2 separate regions of the Rattus norvegicus genome follow, and region 2 is linked to region 1. Evidence: chromatin contacts called from public Hi-C data. All regions are on one chromosome and are shown on one strand. The core of a region is the stretch at or near the end of the contact, and the rest is flanking DNA. Distances in the headings are between cores, read along the strand shown. Region 1 holds the start of Dynlrb1 (dynein light chain roadblock-type 1). Region 2 holds the start of Tp53inp2 (tumor protein p53 inducible nuclear protein 2).

Evidence for each region. Hi-C and Micro-C count contacts between places; a contact is called where the count stands out from the background.
Region 2: a Hi-C map of frontal cortex shows a contact between it and region 1, with 2.3 times the contacts expected there. The contact joins the promoter of Tp53inp2 here to the promoter of Dynlrb1 in region 1. A contact is called at or near these places in 4 of 12 Hi-C or Micro-C datasets (Schwann cells, frontal cortex, mammary epithelial cells and 1 more) and 1 of 1 datasets of contacts at active chromatin or transcription factors (oligodendrocytes).

The regions. Positions count from the first base shown.
Region 1 is chr3:164,201,603-164,206,864 of GRCr8, forward strand. It overlaps Dynlrb1 (dynein light chain roadblock-type 1), which reads left to right and starts at 1,637. Exons shown (of 4, transcript NM_131910.5): 1 at 1,637-1,697. The coding sequence starts at 1,695.
Region 2 is chr3:164,338,767-164,344,118 of GRCr8, forward strand. Tp53inp2 (tumor protein p53 inducible nuclear protein 2) reads left to right here and starts at 3,371. Exons shown (of 4, transcript NM_001270947.1): 1 at 3,371-3,567. It overlaps Mir6334 (microRNA 6334), which reads right to left and starts at 4,657; the gene lies at 4,559-4,657. It also overlaps a transcript of Pigu not described here.

The DNA of each region.
Region 1 (5,262 bases), core at 387-2,886:
AATTTCAGGGTTGTTTGCACTTTTTAAATCTAGCTTTGTCCAGTGTTACCCCGGCTGACCTGGTACAGTTATTGAAACTAACAAATTAATATGATAGCACCTTACCTACATTCCCTACTCAAAGTCCACCTATCTCTACCAATATTCTAATTTGTGACAGTTCCTTATCTTTCAGGACCTGGAGATTTTTGTTTTGTTGGGGGTTGGTTATGTTTTTGCTTTGGAGACATGCATCCATCTTGAAGCCCAGGCTGCCCTAGAACCTGTTGTTATCCTGCTTCAGCCACCCAAGCGCTGAGATGACAGCTGTATGCCAACCAGACCTGATTGACTCTGAGATCCCCCTCAAAGAGATGCCCTTTTGGAGAGAAAGCTGTTTGATCCAAAAAGCAGTGGATTTTGTCCCCTTTGGGGTCACATATCAGATATCCTGAATATCAGATGTTTACATTACAACTCATAAGTAACAAAATTAGCTATGAATTAGCTATGAAATAATTGTATGTTTGGGGGTAACAACTTGAGGAACTGAGTTAAAAAGTCAGAGTATTAGGAAAGTTGAAGACTGTCCTCAGAGAATATCCCTCAATATGGGTTTCATTTTCTTAAGATTGGATTTTTGTGGCAAATACCCGGGAGGTCATACTCCCTTAGTCTATCATACTAGGTGCACAGGACATCAATGCAGATACCATTATCCTTGATCTGATTGAGTGATGCCTGCTGCATTCTTTTTTTATTTTATTTTTATTTTTTTTATTTTTTTATTTTTTGGTTCTTTTTTTTTTTCGGAGCTGGGGACCGAACCCAGGGCCTTGCGCTTCCTAGGCAAGCGCTCTACCACTGAGCTAAATCCCCAACCCCGCCTGCTGCATTCTTGATGCAAACCCTACGCGCTGAACTCTTCCCCCACTGAAGAAAAGGCACCTGTCATGAAATTCTGGAGGTAGATCATCAGGCTTGGTTTCAGCAAGTCCCATTGCAGGAAGAAACGTTCGTGAAGAAAGTGGTGATGCCAATCGCATATGAGGCTATTGAGGTATAAGCTATAGACTTTCATGTGACAAAAGGATCCTTGCATGCCAGTGTTTTAAGCTAGGTGTTCTGCTAGAAACCCGGATTGTTTTTCATAACCTGCAAGAGTAAAAAATAAGCAGAGGACAAAGACAGGTCTCTGGAAAATGGGTCCTCCAAAGAGGTGAGAAAATGGAAGGGCAGAAAAGTAAATAAGTGTCTCCCAAGAAACACAGGCGTGCAGAGGAGTTCGCGATCCCAGATCTTACACACCGAGGGCAGTCTTGACTAATTCATCCCAGAGCTTGCTCCAGAGATGCCCAACCTCGGGGCTGCCCATGTCCTCTGATCATTGAAGTTAATTGTTTCTGCCTCAATCTGGGCCAAAGGGAGTCCAGCAACAGCTGGCCTCAGCCCAGGGACCTCGATTGAATACTGAAAACGCCAAGACTTGACACCTCGAACTCACAGCCGGAGAGGAAATTCTCCATTAGAAGAGCTTCAGTCTTTCCCAGTGGGGAGAGTCCATGCGTCGATGACTCACGTCAGCCAGCCCCATCACTACTGTCTACTGATTGGTTGTTCTATCTGTCTGTCTTCACGAAGGACTGTGCGCAGGCTCAGAAGGGCGGGGAACTCGGCTGAGTGTTGGCGATTCGGAGCTGCTGTGTCTGTCCGAGATGGTGAGTGTCCACCCAAGGCGGCGGCAGTGGGCTCCGGCTGCCCGGCATGGCCATCCCCCGGCAGGGGTTTTAGTCGTTGGGTGTCGCACCGCGGGACCCGGGGATGCGGGCCTTTAATCCCAGCCGAGGCAGAGCTACCGGAAGCTGGTGTGTGAGGGGCCGCCCCGGAGGCCCGCCCTCCGGCTCGATTACAGTTTAGCACTTTGGTCAGTGTTGAGAGACCCCAGCCAGGCTGCAACGTTTCCTGAAGTCTGGCAAATATCAGGCACCGTAGGCGTAGGCGCTTTACGTGCGTTGCCTTTCCTCCTCCGCTCTGTGAAGTAGATACGGCCATTAGCGCCGTCTTCACTCTTGGAATCCAAAGACTGTCGTCCCTGGGATTCGAACTCTGCGGGCTTGACTGCCGCCCGTGGGCTGCTCGGTTTGGCGTTGGGGTCAGGAACCGGCGGGGTCCACCCTAGGGATCCCCAAATCTCTGCCTACCTTAATAGGGTGGTGCTTTCAACCCTCACAAGTGTACAGAATTTAAAAGGCCTTTTCCGTCGTTAAGGCAAACCTCAGAATCTTATTTACAACGGGTGCACTCTTGAAAAACCCAGCACTGGGAAGGCTAGAGCAAAAGGATTTGCAGTTGGAGGGCAGCTTGGGATATAAAACGCACGAGCCTTTTTTGTTTTGTTTGTTTTGTTTTGGTCAGTGTCGCAAAAACAAAAACTTAAGAGAAATTTTAGTTGCTAAATATTTTGTGTATATAAGTAGTGTTTTGCTTGTTTGTATTGTAAGTGTTTCTGCTGCAATAGAAGGGTATCCTGGGCATTCCTCAGAATCCCAGGAAGTACACAGCTCTGAGGGGAGAAGGTATCCCAATGGAAGGGCATCCTGAGACACAGGGTTAGGAAGCACACAGCTCTGAGAGGATGTCTCCTCAGCAGAGGTGCTGCAGTTCTTGGGAGGGTATTCCCAGCTGAGCTGAGGACTCAGGAGCCTCATTGCAGGGACAAATCCAGGGTGTGGAGGGACGAATCCTGGGGTGGCCGTCTCCGCTCTGGGGAGCCGGCAGCAGGAAACTGAACAAAGAACAGGGCTTATATAGGATTTCTTTTCTCCTCCTCCTCCTCCTCCTCCTCCTCCTCCTCCTCCTCCTCCTCCTCCTCCTCCTCCTCCTCCTCCTCCTCCTCCTCCTTCCTCCTCCTCCTTCCTTCCTTCCTTCCTTCTTCCTTCTTCCTTCTTCCTTCTTCCTTTTTTTTTTTTTTTTTTTCAGAGCTGGGGACCGAACCCAGGGCCTTGCGCTTGCTAGGCAAGCGCTCTACCACTGAGCTAAATCCCCAACCCCTTATATAGGATTTCTTAGGGGACAGAGCTCCTCAGGGCAGAGATTTCCGGAGTGAGAATTGGTTGGGATTTTTAAGCCCTGAGCTTGGGGAGCTTTGGGATTGGTCCCCCCCCCCGCACCCCCCCCCCCGCCCGTTTCCCTTCGATAGGACCGTGAGCTAGGATGGGAAGTGCTCCCTAACTGCAGGCAGCGTTGGCTGAGGTGGCATCACTGCTGAGCTGTTTGGGGAGGCCAGAGAGGAGGTGCCAACACTATGGACAACTCCTTCAGTGGTAGGTACCTCATGATAGCTGAGGTGAGAAAGGAGTTTCTACCACCGAGGACAGCTCCTGTGAGGACTACAGGCTGAGGCAGAAAAGGAGGTGTAGCCATTCTGACAGCTTCAGTTTGCTGCTCAGGGACTACATGTATATGTATAACGTGCCTGATGAGGGATCAGATTAGAACTGGATTTACTGATGGCTGAAAACTATAAATAAAAAAGCAACTGAGAAGGAAACAGAATGGCACCAGCTAGATAGACAATGGTTATCGACCTGTGGGGTCTCAGCCCTCACAAGGATCACGTATCAGATATTTACAGTTATGAAGTGACAATGAAGTAGTTTTGTGGCTATTAGGGTCGCAGCATCAGGAAGGTTAGAACCACCGAGCTAGAGACAGCTATGTAGGTACATTGCAGATGGTGTTCTTATTCTGTTTTTGTTGTGGCCAGCATCGACTGTTCAATTGGGGCTCTGTGTTTTTCACGATGTCACAAAGAATGTCTCTACATCATCAGATCAGTATTGCCTCAGATCTATGCAGTGCTATTTTTCACAACACTAACCTGTAAAAACATGTTAATAGGAAACTGGAGAGATGGTCTCAGCCATTGAGAGTATTTGTTGCACTTACAAAAGCCTCAGGTTCAAGTCCCAACACCTACATACAACTGGTTGTAACTTCACTTCTAGATCTGATACCTTCTTCTGATTTCTGCAGGCTCCTGCATACACACGTGCATATATAAAGTAAATACATCAATATATTTTTAAAATTTCTAACAGCTTATTCAGAGTTTTAAGAAATACAAAAGGATCTAAGTGAAAAATATCTCTCCCATCTATCCCCAATCCCAGCTTCAGTCTCCTTCAGGAACAACCAGGTGTGTGTGTGTGTGTGTGTGTGTGTGTCTATTTGTCTGTCTATGTGTGTGTGTCTATGTGTGAAACTCCCTCTGTAGACCAGGGAATTTTTTCTATACCGGAATGTGCATATATATCTGAAAGTTCTTCTGTAGGCCACGCTGGCCTAGAACTCACAAAGATCTGCCTGCCTCTGCCTCCCAAGTGCTGGGATTAAAAGTGTGTGCCACCAGCACGTCCCAGAGTAATTTACATAAGTGTGAATGTGCTCTGATTTTTCATACATGGTAGATTTCTATAATCAGTACTATAGTGTTTGCATCCGTAAAATTGCTACATATTTAGATTCCAAATAAACTCATGAAGCACTGTAGTATAGTCTGTAGGAAGTGCGTGTGGTCATTTCTTACCCTACCCCCAAGCTAACCACTGCTGACAGCGGGGTATGCTTCCTTTTTGATATGTTTGGTGCACAGGACTATTTTTTCTTTGTGCTTTATGTAACGCACAACTTGCCATTTAGCCAAGGGTGACCTTGAACTTCCAGTCCTCCTGCCTCTACCGTCTAAGTGCTGGGATTTGGGCAATGTGCCACCATGCTCATTGATACTAGTGTAATTTTGGCATAAGGTTTACTTTATGATACATGATACTATAAAGATGTTTACTCTCATCTGGAGCAAGGGCTTAGTGGCTAAGAGCACACCCTACCATTGCAGAGGAGCAGGGTTAGGTTCTCAGTGCCCATATTAGACAGGCCACAGCTGCCCGTAACTCCAGCCCCAGGGACCTGGCCCCCTGGGTCACTACACTCATGTGCACAAACCTACAGACATGATTATAAAGTAATTTTATATACGACACACATAATATATGTGTGTGTGAATGTGTATGTATATTCATTGATTCATTCCTCCATTCACTTAAAAATATCTACTGTTGGGCTGGAGAGATGGCTCAGCGGTTAAGAGCACTGACTGCTCTTCCAGAGGTCCTGAGTTCAAATCCCAGCAACCACATGGTGGCTCACAACCATCTGTAATGAGATCTGATGTCCTCTTCTGGAGTGTCTGAAGACAGCTACAGTGTATTTATATATAATAAA
Region 2 (5,352 bases), core at 2,121-4,620, 140 kb after region 1:
GACTCCTATGCCAGATACTTTCTGTGGGCTTCAGACTACAATAACTAAGCCTTTGATTAAAATCCCCTATATCAAATATGACATACAGCATGATTGGCGTATCAGTCATTCACTTGCTCAGACACACATGCACATGGGAACCAATACTTGTTATCTTTAAAAATATTTTAAGATTTTTATGTAGATGTATGTTTTATCTGCATGTATGCTGTATGTTTTACCTGCATGCATGTTGTATGTTTTACCTGCATGCATATTGTATGCTTATCTCATTGACAATGCTCAAGGAGGCCCAAAAGGGCGTTAAATCCCCTAGACCTTGAGTTATATACTTGTTAGCTGCTATGTAGGTGCTGGGAATCAAGCCCTGGTCCTCTGGAAGAGCATCCAATGCTCTTAGCTACCGAGTCATCTCTCTAGCCCTATTTCCTATTAATAGGGCTGGCTGGAGAGGTTGCTCAGTGGTTAAGAGTGCTTTCAGATTTTTTCAAAAAATGTTTTAAATGAGGTGTATAAAGTATTTTTAGTTATTTTTATGTGTATTGATGTTTTGCTTGCATGTATGCATGGATGTGCACTACATGCCTGCCTGGTATCCAGAGAGGTCAGAAAAAAAGTCATCAGATCTTGGAACTCGAGTTAAATGGTTGTAGGCTGCCACATGGACGCTGGGAGACGAACCTGGGTCACCTGGAAGACTAGTCGGTGCGCTTAACTGCTGAGCCAGCTCTCCGATTTTTAAAAATTTATTGAATGTGTCTGGGTGATTTGTCTGCATGTCTGTCTGCATACTAGTTGAGGGCATTGGATCCCATTTTAGACAGTTATGAGGCACCATGTGGTTGCTGGGAATTGAACTCAGGGCCCCTGGAAGAACAGTCGGTGCTCTTAGCCACTGAGCTCTTTCTCCAGTCCATCCAGTCAGACTTTTTTTTCCTTTTTTCTTTTTTTTTTCTTTTTTTCGGAGCTGGGGACCGAACCCAGGGCCTTGCGCTTGCTAGGCAAGCGCTCTACCACTGAGCTAAATCCCCAACCCCCCAGTCAGACTTTTTTAACTGGGTCTGAGTGTGCTAGCACGCCTTTAATCCCAATGCCTGGGAGGCAGAGGCAAGTGATTATCTGTGAGACCAGGTTAGTCTGATGTACATAGCAAGTTCCAGGCTAGGCAGAGTTATGTAGTGAAACTCTGACTCAATGTCAATGTGTGTCTGACACACACACACACACACACACACACACACACACTCTCTCTCTCTCTCTCTCTCATAGACCATGTGTGCTCTAACTCGAAATGTAGCCCAGGCTATCCCAGACACTGGGTAGATAGGACTACGAGTGTAAGCAACACACTCAGACACTTCCATTTGTTGAAAAAACAATTGAGACCGTCCATCAAAGTCATCACTGTCTAGTCGAATTTTGAAGACAGGGAGGAATGTTAGGAAGGCTCAGAGAAGGCAATCTAGACAGAGGAGAGAGTTTTGAAAAGACAAAGATTTACTAGCACAGGGTACACAGAGAAGAAAGGAGGAGCTGCTGTTGAGAACCGGGTCTGGGTTGTGAAGAACCATCGGTGTTGTTGGGGTTGTGGGGCTTTGTGAGAATGTAAGGTTTTAGAGGAAACAGGCGGTATGACAGGAGGGACACATTAGTGATTAGTTTGTCAGCAAGGAGGTCAAGGGAGGGTATGAGATTAGCAGGAAGTGGCTGTGCTAGGCAGAGGCTCGGGCTTGCACAAATGAGGACACACTGGAAACCCTAGTGTGAGGAACACAGTGCTAATCGTCTCCCCCCAAGCCTCTGGGTATTATTTCCTGGCTGTCTCCTCTGCCTGGCAGGCTTCAGTCCTCCCTTATAGCTTTCTGACCAGGCTGGGGCAGGGTTCTTGAAATCACCAGAGCATGGAGCTCTGAACTAGCTCCTGTTGGCCAGATGGGCAACTCTCAGAGCTTCATCTCCCAACTCTGTTCTAAAGACCCAGATGCTCTAGCAGTGGAAATCCCCTAAGGATTTCACGGGCCATTGCAAGAGCTCAAGCCTGGAGCATGAACTTGGCAGAGTCTTGAGGATGAAGGGTCTGGAAAACCCTGTCAGCTCTAAGTTTGGACACCTATGGCAGCATGTCAGGTAAACTAAGGCCCAGAATAGTAAGGACTTACTTGAAATCACATCGTTGAGACACAGGACTGGAAGCCAGGTTTCCCTGCAGACATTAGAATCCTGGAATTCAGTCCCTCTGGTGCAGGTAGTGATCAGTCAAGGCTAGTTGGTGCCTGTAAGTTAACTCCTGTTAAAACTCCTGGCTCTGCTGTTGACTATTGCTTAATTACCTCGGGAAGTTACTTAGAACCTCCTAGTCTGTTTCTTTAACTATAAAAGGAGGATAATGCCCACCTTTTGGGTTTATTGTGAAGATTAAAAAGCAGCACAGTGCTTGGCATATGTTAAGTATTCAAAGTCAGCTGGCAGTCTGGAAGAAGCAATAGTAATTGCCCCTTCTTTCCCTCCCCTCTCTTGGGGTTCCCTGTTGCTCAAGCTGCCTTTCAACTCTTGAACCTATTTCTACCTACCAAGTGCTGAAATTAAAGGCAGGTACATGTAATCTCAGTTTTTCCACATGTAAATCAGGACTTAACAATCCCTGTCCTGTCTGTCACTCCTCCCTCTGTCCTGTTCCGGTAGCAAATAAGGACTAAATAAGGTATGTAAACGTTCTAGGCTGAGCTGTCTCCAGGTCAATGTTTATTCAGCTTAGAGCAATTTCTTTCCAAGTCCCACGCTGGCCAGATTTCCCGTCAGCCCTACCAGTTCCCTAACTCGCAGGTGCTTCTTTGTAACCGCGGAACCGGCAAGGTCTGCTCAAACCCACCGGGGGAAAAAAAAAAAAAAAAAAAGGAGAGCGTGGGGGAAAACAAAACGTGTAGGGGTAAGACAGAGGAGGGAGAGCAGACAAGGACGACAGTGTGGAGAAGTGGGGTAAAGAACAAGGGGGACGGGGGCGGGGGGGAAGGGACTTACAGATGGAGCGCGGCGGGGGTGAGTGGGGTGGGTGTCCTGTACCTAAGATGAAGGCTAAGGATGTGCGGAGCGCTGGGACAAGTGAGGGAGCAGGGATATGTGCGGAAAAAGCGGCGAGGTGGGATTCTTGAGGAAGAATTGGGGGGTCGCTTTCAGTGTGAGGTCTGTGAGTGACTGGGGGCAGGGAATTCGGGCCGTCACCTCCACTCAGACAGAGGCTGGGAGCGCAGCTCCCGGGATGCAGCCACCCGCTGGCAAGCCGCGGAGGGGCGGGGAAAGAGCATTCGACGCCTGCGATTGGCCGCCGCTCCGACGGCCGCTGACGCGAGCGGGCGGGCCCCTTTGTGACGTCACAATCAGCTGTTGAAGCGTTCGGATTTGTGCCCTGAGCCCCGGCTGCAGCGGCCGCAGCAGCTCCGGGCGTCCGTTCGCGAGCCCCGCCGTCTCTCGGCCTGTCCCCGGTATGCAGCTCCGGTTGTGAGCACCGGCGACCCGGGGACGCCCGGCCGCACAACTACCTCAGCGCAGCGGTTGCTGCAGCGGCCCCAGGTGAGTCCCGACCTCGGGGTTGGGGGCTCCGGGCACCCCCAGGACACGCCCTGCGCCCCCCTCTCCCGTTCTTTGTCTGTCTCCGCCGGCGGCAGCCGGAGCTGCGTTCTTGGCTCCCTATTGGTTGCCCTAAGCCGGTAGGCCATGACGTCGCGTTATTTGCATATGACATTGAGACGTCACCAAGGCCAGCCCCGCCTTCCAGGCTTGCTTGGGTGCTTGTCCTCTGGTGACCCGGTGGGCGCTATGTTGTGCCCGGCCGGTCGAGGGTTGAGAGACGCTGAAAGGCAAGCGAGACCCGAGGGCACTCGGCGGTTCCCCGAGCTAATCTAGGGACTGAGGTCAGGCATCTCATCTGCTTTTTCCTTGCGACCTGAAGAAGGGTCAGATGGCAAAACTCGATTTAAGTCGAGAGGGTGGAAGGTAGATGAAGGAAGCTTCAGACTCCAGGTCCTGGAGACAGCACCAGATGGTAGCGGATCCCCTCAGTCTTCAGGCTCCGCCCCCTAACATAATAACATTCTTCTAATCCCTGGCATGTGTGCAGAGACTTAGTTGATGTCATTTTCAGCCTACAAATATTGAGGGTCTTAACGCCCACTTCACGGAGGGGGAAACAGACTCAGAGAGACGTAGTTTATTAGAGATCTCAGCCAATTACAATCACACCCAATAAGCGACAGATCCCTTAGCTGAAGTACAAGGTACAAGCTATATATCCATCTACTGAGGACCCTATCTTGGGTTCAGCACCAACCCAATTTGATGGGTGTTTCAGTCTTCTTCCTGATCGTGGTCATTTTCCCAGGGGGTCTCTGAAAATTGGGTCCCTTACAAGGCCCCGACCTCCTCTGCCTTCTTTCTACCTCAGAACCCAGTTAATTGCTGTCTCCCAGCTGTTTTGACCACAGAAAGGTGAGTCACTAGTTGCCTGCCTCCAGGTGTCTCCAGGGCAGATGTTGTTGAGAGCGAGTTGGGAGTTCCCTCTATTGGCTTCCCATCAGATCCCAAGCCGGCAGCTGGGAGAGCCTGGCACTAGTGATTACAGTGCTTAGGCTGTTTCCCGAGTCTGCTTCCAGGGTGACAGAAGGATGTTTCTTACTTTCCAAGTAAGTAGATCTGGAGTCCTTCCCAGGTTGGGGGTCGCTCAAGAATGGCCTGGGCTGGGATTGGCTTTGGCCTCAAGTGCTATTCTGGGCACAGCTGCTGTAGGATTAAGGGAATGGTTCTTCCTGGAGCAGAGCCAGGAATCTGAGAACCAGGAAGCCAGGAGGCTCTCCTAGTGGTCAGAGGAGGAGGGGGCAGTTGTAGCTGGCTGACTGGCTGTCACTAACTTTTGTATGATCTCCACCAGGCAGCTTCTCACTCAACATTTTCAACAGTTGAAAAGGCTCCTGTCAGGGTCTGGCACGCAGTGTGAACCATGGGAAATGCGTGCTAAAGTTTGATGCCAGGATTTCTACGTTGTTCAGTGGATAGGCACAAGGGTGCTGGCTGGACCAGGGCATGTGTCTGCTCTCCCTGTTTGCATCATTCTTGGATATTATCTGTTGAGGTTTTTCTGATTATATGCATTCTGCATTGTCACACCACCATTAAGCTATAGCTTTATTGGGTAGATGAATGTTCCTAGAACAGGAAATTTCTTGTCTTAGTCCAGGGAAGGATTGGGTCTTGGTCCAACACTTGAGTTTATCCTCAAGGGCTCCTCGCATCTGACAGCTTCCTTCTTCCACTATCTCTCTCTGGCATGTTGTCTCACTAGCCAATATTCTGTCTCTTGGC